2 separate regions of the Macaca mulatta genome follow, and region 2 is linked to region 1. A link is a contact called in public Hi-C data. All regions are on one chromosome and are shown on one strand. Each heading gives the region's core, a stretch centred on a gene start, on an enhancer-like site or on the middle of the called end of the contact. The rest is flanking DNA. Distances are from core to core; before and after follow the strand shown.

Evidence for each region. A called contact is a pair of places that touch in the nucleus more often than the background predicts.
Region 2: a contact with region 1 is called in a Hi-C map of sperm, with 2.9 times the contacts expected there. The contact joins the promoter of TIMM22 here to the enhancer-like site in region 1. A contact is called at or near these places in 8 of 14 Hi-C or Micro-C datasets (CD4 T cells, blood, cortical neurons and 5 more).

The regions. Positions count from the first base shown.
Region 1 is chr16:2,347,248-2,351,034 of T2T-MMU8v2.0, forward strand. NXN (nucleoredoxin) reads right to left here. Exons shown (of 8, transcript XM_015118170.3): 6 at 3,049-3,228; 7 at 1,565-1,689. Among named protein-coding and RNA genes, the nearest start is that of MRM3, 23 kb to the left of the region's middle. Within about 2 kb of position 1,669, at least 9 of the 40 cell types and tissues checked have an H3K27ac peak or open chromatin away from gene starts, as enhancers often do.
Region 2 is chr16:2,534,720-2,538,087 of T2T-MMU8v2.0, forward strand. It overlaps TIMM22 (translocase of inner mitochondrial membrane 22), which reads left to right and starts at 1,482. Exons shown (of 4, transcript XM_028835843.2): 1 at 1,482-1,737. The coding sequence starts at 1,500.

The DNA of each region.
Region 1 (3,787 bases), core at 419-2,918:
GCTAGAATCTCTTTCTGTCGCCCCAGCTGGAGTGCAGCGAGGCAATCGTAGCTCACTGCAGCCTCCATCTCCTGGGCTCAAGCGATCCTCCCTCCTCAGCCTCCTGAGTAGCTGGGACTCCAAGCAGGCAGCACCATGCCGGGCTAATTTGTATATATTTTTTGGAGACACAAAGCCCAGCCCAGCCAGGTGTGAGCCAGCGAACAGCCTCGGAGGAGCCCCTGGTCCACTCTGAACCTCGCCTCCCTCCCCTGTGAAACAGGACGGCGACTGTGTTCCCAGCCAGAGAGCCAGGGCCTAAGGAGACAGCCCAGGTGAAATACGCGGACCGGCCTGGTGTACAGAAACCTGCAGATGCTCCTTCCAGGCCTGACGCCTCTCAAGGCCGCCCCGCCCGTGCCGGGCCCTTGCAGTGCTGCAGCCATCTTTTCTCAGAGCCATTCTGCAGGGCTCAGAGTTCCCGCGTGTGGCGCAGCCTCTGGGGTTGGGCTTGGTGTGCAGTGGCTGCGGCCGCCCCAGGCAGAGCCTGCGAGCCTCTTTGTTCCCCTCCACCCCCGGGCTGAGCAGGTGACCGGAGCCGCCTGGGAGGGACGCAGGGGCTGGGCAGGGCCAGCTGCTGAGTCTGGCGATGATGGGTGGTGCAGGGTGTCTGGCGGCCGCTGCCGCCTGCCTCCTCCGTGCCTCTCCTGGGATCCGAACACAGCGTGAAATCAGCACAGGGCTCTGACCAACCGGAGGTACAGATGGGTGGACAGAGGGCAGGGGGTGAGGGCGGCCTCCAAAAGTGTTTGTCGGTCGGTGGGTGCGGTGGGAGGGGAGGGGAGGGGAGGCGGCGGCGCAGGGGTGAGGTGCGGAGGGGAGGGGAGGGGAAGGGAGGCAGCAGCGCAGGCGTGGAGGAGACTCCCGGCTGGAGGAACTCAAGAACGAGAGCCTGCACCTGCGCTGAGTCGCGGAGACGCCCGTCTGCAGGGTGCAGGGCGCAGGGTCCCACGCCCCGGATAATGGGGCACCTGCGGGAGGGCGCTCTGCTGAGAGCCCCACTTTCTCAGCCTGTGAAGTCTCCTGCTCGGTCCAGCCCTGCGGGAGACCTCGAAGAGGCAGCCTCGGTGAAACAGACGGGGCGCGGCAGCGATTTCCAACCTCAGCACTGACCGGCCGGCTGGGTGACCGCAGGTGCACGTGGTAGCCCCAGCCAGGACCCCTCTGATGAGATCGGCCCACTGCGGCCAGCGCGGAGGCAGGAACCCAGCGTTTTGTAAAGCCGCAAGGGCCTGGTCGTGACCCAGCCCCGAGGGAGTGGGTGTGGATCGCTCCGGCTCCGGCCCCGGCCCCTCTCCCTGGAAGCAGCTCCCGGCTCTTCCCCTGCGGACCTGAGGCTGCGAAGCCAGGACAAGAGGAAGCAGCAGGGGAGGAAACGGTTTCCCACGGCGAATGGCCACCTCTTCTTGCCACGTTTGTCTGCGGCCTGTCTCAGGAGCACAGGCAGCCCTGGGGCCAGGATCCCTCATGCGCCCGAAGTCCCAGCTGATCCAGCCCTGGGGGCCCAGCCTCTCCCCGCACTCACCTCCCCAGCGACGAAGAACAGAAGTGGCGCCTCCTCCTCTTTGGCTTTGTACTTGGCAATGATTTTCTCAGCTATTGGCTGAATCAGCTGCTTGGCTGCCTCGGACTCTCCGTCATCCTCAGAATCTGTGATTGGCATCGGGGGGGAGAAAGAGATGGGGAGGAACACTGGCTTGTCAAATAGAGCGGCACCCGCTGAGGGGGCCTGAGCTGCAGAAACGCCCACCTGAGCGGCCCCTGAATGGAAATGAACTTCCTGCACACACGTCCCAGCAGCAAAGCTCCCAGAGCTCTCCTGCACCAGGCTTGCCCACCCCACCCAGTAGCTCTGGGGCCCCAGACAAGAGAGTCTCGCCTGCACCAGGCTCACCACGGGGAACCCACCCCACCGAGTAGCTCTGGGGCCTCAGGCAGAGACTTTCCACTGAATTCCTCACAAACCCGCCCGCGAGGCTGAGCTTCCCCTAAGCCAGGACCTGAGGCGCCTGCTAGTTTCTCTCAGCCACAGAATGAGAAGCCACAACCTCGGACCTCCGACTTCCTAGTGAAACTGGTGGTGAGGGGGAGGGCGTGAGGACTGTGGTCTGGCGGTCAGTGGCTTTTTTGTTGTTGTTTTTTTGAGACAGAGCCTCTCTCTGTTGCCCAGGCTGGAGTGCAGTGGTGCCATATGGGCTCACTACAACCTCTGCGTCCCGGGTTCAAGTGATTCTCCTGCCTCAGCCTCCCAAGTAGCTGGGATTACAGACACGTGCCACTGCGCCTGGCTAATTTTTGTATTTTTAGTAGAGACAGGGTTTCACCATTTTGGTCAGCCTGGTCTCGAACCCCTGACCCCAGGTGATCCACCCACCTTGACCTCCCAAAATGCTGGGATTACAGGCGTGAGCCACCACACCCAGCCTCATACGGTAATTCTGAGTTGTTGGAGGGGAGCCCTAAGTCCAAGGCAGAGGACCAGGTTTTGCAAAAGGAACCAGGGCCATCCCACCAGACTGCAGGGAGCCTGTGTCCTCCTGGCCCAGCTGGGCAGTCACCCTCGGAGCACAGAGTGGGTGAGACGGGAGACCGGGAGGTGCAGGCGAGGACAGAGGAGCCAGGGCAGCCACGGGGCGGGAGCAGCTCACCCGAGCACACAGCACCGGCAGAAGCAGCCTTGGTGAGCCTCGGCCAGAGGGGCCAGCCCCCGGCAGCTGTGTGTGTGCGACCCGCCCCTTTCCAACAATGGGTCTGCGCATGGGGTCCCCAGGGCATCCTCGGCCTGACCTGTTCTGCCCAGCCGGCAGCTGGGGAGCAGCTAGGAGGGAAAGTGCAGCTGCAGCTCCCACGAGGCCATGAATAAATCATCGGGGTCAAAAGCAAGGCTCCGGGGAGAGACAAAGGCCCAGGCTTGCACTGCTAGTGACAGAGAAGCTGCAGGGACAGGCTCCTCCCAAGTGAGGCTTCTCCTGTCCCGCCCCCACCCGGGCCCCCCCGTGAGCTTCATACCTACAAAAAGGACGAGGCAGGGGCCCTCGTTGAGCTGCGTGGCGTTGGAGTCGGAGAGCTCCAGCACGGGTTTGGGGTGCCAGGGGAACTCCCGGCAGTCCTCGTCGTTCAGCACCTCCACCCGCCCCTGCCGCGTGATCACCTCGCCCTGCGGGTCCAGCACGATGAGCGTGGGGATGCCTGAGGGGAAGAGGGGGTGCTTGGCCACTGGCCTGGGAGATGCAGGCCCTGCCTGGCAGGAGGCTTGCGGAGTCCAGCCGGGGTCCCACCCACCACGGAGGAGCCCACCAAGGACCTGGTACAGGCTCACAATGAGGAGTCCAGGTCTGAAGTCACAAAACCTGGGGAGAATCCAGGCCTGGCCAGGGGGAGCCATGGAGCCCGCTCGGGTGGGCCTGTAACCTGTCACCTTCACATTTCGGGGCCTCAGCGTCCTCAGCTACAACCTGATGAGGGTGGTGTTGTTCCTACCTTATTCTGCTATGGAAAGATCAATGAGTTCACGCGGTTAAAGAACTTACACAGTTTGGGAGGCTGAGGTGGACAGATCACTTGAGGTCAGGAGTTCGAGACCATCCTGGCCAACATGGTGAAACCCCGTCTCTACTAAAAATACAAAAACTAGCTGGGCGTGGTGGTGCGCGCCTGTCATCCCAGCCACTCGGGAGGCTGAGGCAGGAGAATTGCTCGAACTGGGGAGGCAGAGGTTGCAGTGAGCCAAGATTGCAACACTGCCCTC
Region 2 (3,368 bases), core at 232-2,731, 190 kb after region 1:
TAAAAATATAAAAATTAGCCGGGTGTGGTGGCAGGTCCCTGTAATCCCAGCTACTGGGGAGCCTGAGGCAGAGAACTGTTTGAACCCAGGAGGTGGAGGTTGCAGTGAGCCGAGATTGTGCCACGGCACTCCAGCCTGGGTGACAGAGCAAGACTCTGTCTCAAAAGAATAATTTTTAAAAGGCAATAAATTATCAGTTTTTTAGCTGATTGTTAAGCATAGTTGTTATTAAAAATTACATTTTATACATTTATAATCAAATTACACTAAAAACAGGTAATGTGTGCTCAAAACTCACCACCTCCTAAAAGTTTTACTACACCGTACTCCTATCTATGCTGTTGAGGTTATTTCTATAGATTGTATCTGTGTGATAGAAACATTGTCTAACCACATACTGCTGTGAGTCTTCCCAATTCTGACTGATGACCTCGCTTGGTAGTTTGAAATCAGCCACTATGGGGATATTGACACCACTCAAGTCAGCAAATGCTATAAGTTAGGATTTTTTTTTTTTTTTTTTTTTTAGACCGAGTCTTGCTCTTGTCGCCCAGGCTGGAGCAGGACGGCGCGATCTTGGCTCACTGCAACCTCCACCTCCCGGGTTTAAGTGATTCTCCTGTCTCAGCCTCCCAAGTAACTGAGATTACAGGCGCCTGCCACCATCTGGCTAATTTTTGTATTTTTAGTAGAGACGGGGTCTCCTGCCTCAGCCTCTCAAGTAGCTGGGCATACAGGCGTGCACCACCATGCCCAGCTAATTTTTTTTTTTTTTTTTTTTTTTGTATTTTTAGTAGAGATGGGGTTTCACCATGTTGGTCAGGCTGGTCTCGAACTCCTGACCTCATGATCCACCGCTCTCGGCTCGCAAAGTGCTGGAAGACAGGCGTGAGCCCCCGCGCCCGGTCCAAGCATTTCCAGCACACGTTCACGCGTGTCTACAAAGCGTCCAGCACTCACCGCACCTTCCGGGACCACAGGATTTAACGCCTCCTCGCCCGATGACAGCAGGAGGCGGAAAGGGCAGCGAGAATGCTCGCGCGCCCCCTCCCGGCGATCCGGAGCACGGCAGCCCCGGAGCGCGCGGCCGCTCCTCGCTCCCCTCAGCAGCGCGTAGGAGCCCCGCGCGGGGCCGAGACGCGAGAGCACGCGCAACGCTTCCTGGGAAATGTAGTTGGATGTCGGATTGGAACTACAAATCTCTGTACTCACCGCGCTGCAGCCCCGACCGTGTGGGCGCTTTCTGGTGAATCTGAATCTCGTTTGTCTGTGACATGGGGAAAGCTGTTCAAGCCCAATTCCATTTTCACAAGAGGCTTTCTTTTTGGAAACACGATAGCGCTGTCGCTGATGCGCGCACGACGTCTCTTGCGGCCGCGGCTTCCTCTTGCTGCGAATCTGCCGTTACAGGCGGTGGCTAGTGTCAGGGCTCGCAGCGTGACGCTTGTCGAATCTGCTGCGGGGGGAAGGACGCGAGGGTTGCTTGGGCAGCGACTGTCATGGCGGCGGCCGCCTCCAATGCCGGGGCTTCGGCCGCTGAGGCAGCGGGTTCCGCCGAAGCTCCGCTGCAGTACAGCCTTCTCCTGCAGTACCTGGTGGGTGACAAGCGTCAGCCCCGACTCCTGGAGCCTGGGAGCCTGGGCGGGATCCCAAGTCCAGCCAAGAGTGAGGAGCAGAAGATGATCGAGAAGGTGATGGAAAGCTGTGCCTTCAAGGCTGCGCTGGCCTGCGTGGGAGGTGAGGCCGGGCGAGTGGGATGCTTGGGAGGCTGAGGGCCTGGACGGCAGTGGGGATCTCTGCAGAGAAGACCACGCGCCTGGGAGGCGAGGGACTGCGGGCCTTGACCTTGACCACACCCCCACCTCGTTCCGTGAACGTCACCTCTCCTGCCCCCTCAGCTCAGCTTTCTTGATGAAAATTGCATCAGAAAATTGCTGTGGTTGGGGCCTAAAAGTTATTACATGACATCGTGGCTCACACGGTGAAACCCTGTTTCTACTAGAAATATAAAAAATTAGCCGGGCATGGTGGTGGGTGCCTGTATTCCCAGCTATTCGGAGGCTGAGGCAGGAGAATCGCTTGAGCCCAGGAGGCGGAGGTTGCAGTGAGCCGAGATCGCGCCATTGCACTCCAGCGTGGGCGACAGAGCGAGACTCCATCTCGAAAAGAAAAAAGTGATTACATGGGTGACTTCATTCATCCGTTCATTCCCTTGAATTCGCTCATTCTCTTAAATCCTTCAACAAATCGTTCCTAAGCAACTATCACGTGCCAGGAGAGAGACAAGAGCCTGGTCTTCACGGGGCCGTATTATACTATGTGGAGAAGAATGTCGAGCAGGAACTCTGCAGAGGAATGATGCAGACATATGGAAATGCACATGCAGACGGCGCTAGGGCAGCGGTTGCTTGAAGTTTGGAAAACTGAAAGACCACTGTGACTAGACAGCAGCGAGCAAGGAGAGACGAAGTCTGCACTTGTCCTTCTACGTTTCCCTTAAGCTTTTTGGAGATTTGAGAATGTACGGTATTCCTTCTGTGTGCAGGGTAAATAGGTTGGCTCCATTTGCAGATGAGTTTAAGTCTCACTGAGAATGAAAGACATTTAAGAAATGAATGTAGTGAGAATGTCAATGAAAACAAGTGAAGTAGGAAGAAAGGTCTTTTTTTGTTGTTGAGTAAGACCATAGGTGAGACTGGAGCTGCGTCTTGAAGGATTGAGAAAATACAGGTAGGCAGAGTGGGTGCGGTGGCTCATTCCTGTATAATCCCAGCTCTTTGGGAGGCTGAGGCAGGTGGATCGCTTGATCCCAGGAGTTCAAGACCAGCCTGGCCAATATAGCGAAACCCCATCTCTACGAAAAATACAAAAATTAGCTGGTATGCACCTGAGAGCCCAGCTACTCGGGAGCCTGAGGCAGGAGGATCTCTTGAGCCCAGATGGTTGAGGCTGCAGTGAGCTGTGATTGAGTTACCGCACTCCAGCCTGGGTGACAGAACAAGATCCTGTCTCAAAAAAAAAAAAAAAAAAGGACTGGGCACATGGCTCATGCCTGTAATCCCAACACTTTGGGAGGCCAAGGCAGGCGGATCATGAGGTCAAGAGGTCAAGACCATCCTAGCCAACATGGTGAAACCCCGTCTCTACTAAAAATACAAAAATTAGCTGGGCATGGTGGTGTGTGCCTGTAATCCCAGCTACTCGGGAGGCTGAGGCAGAAGAATGGCTTGAAACCAGGAGGTGGAGGTTGCAGTGAGCTGAGATCACGCCATTGCACTCCAGCCTGGCAACAGAGACTCCATCTCAAAAAAAAAGGAAGAAAATACACTTAAGCAAAGGAGAAATGTTATTTCAAGTTTGGGGTTGAG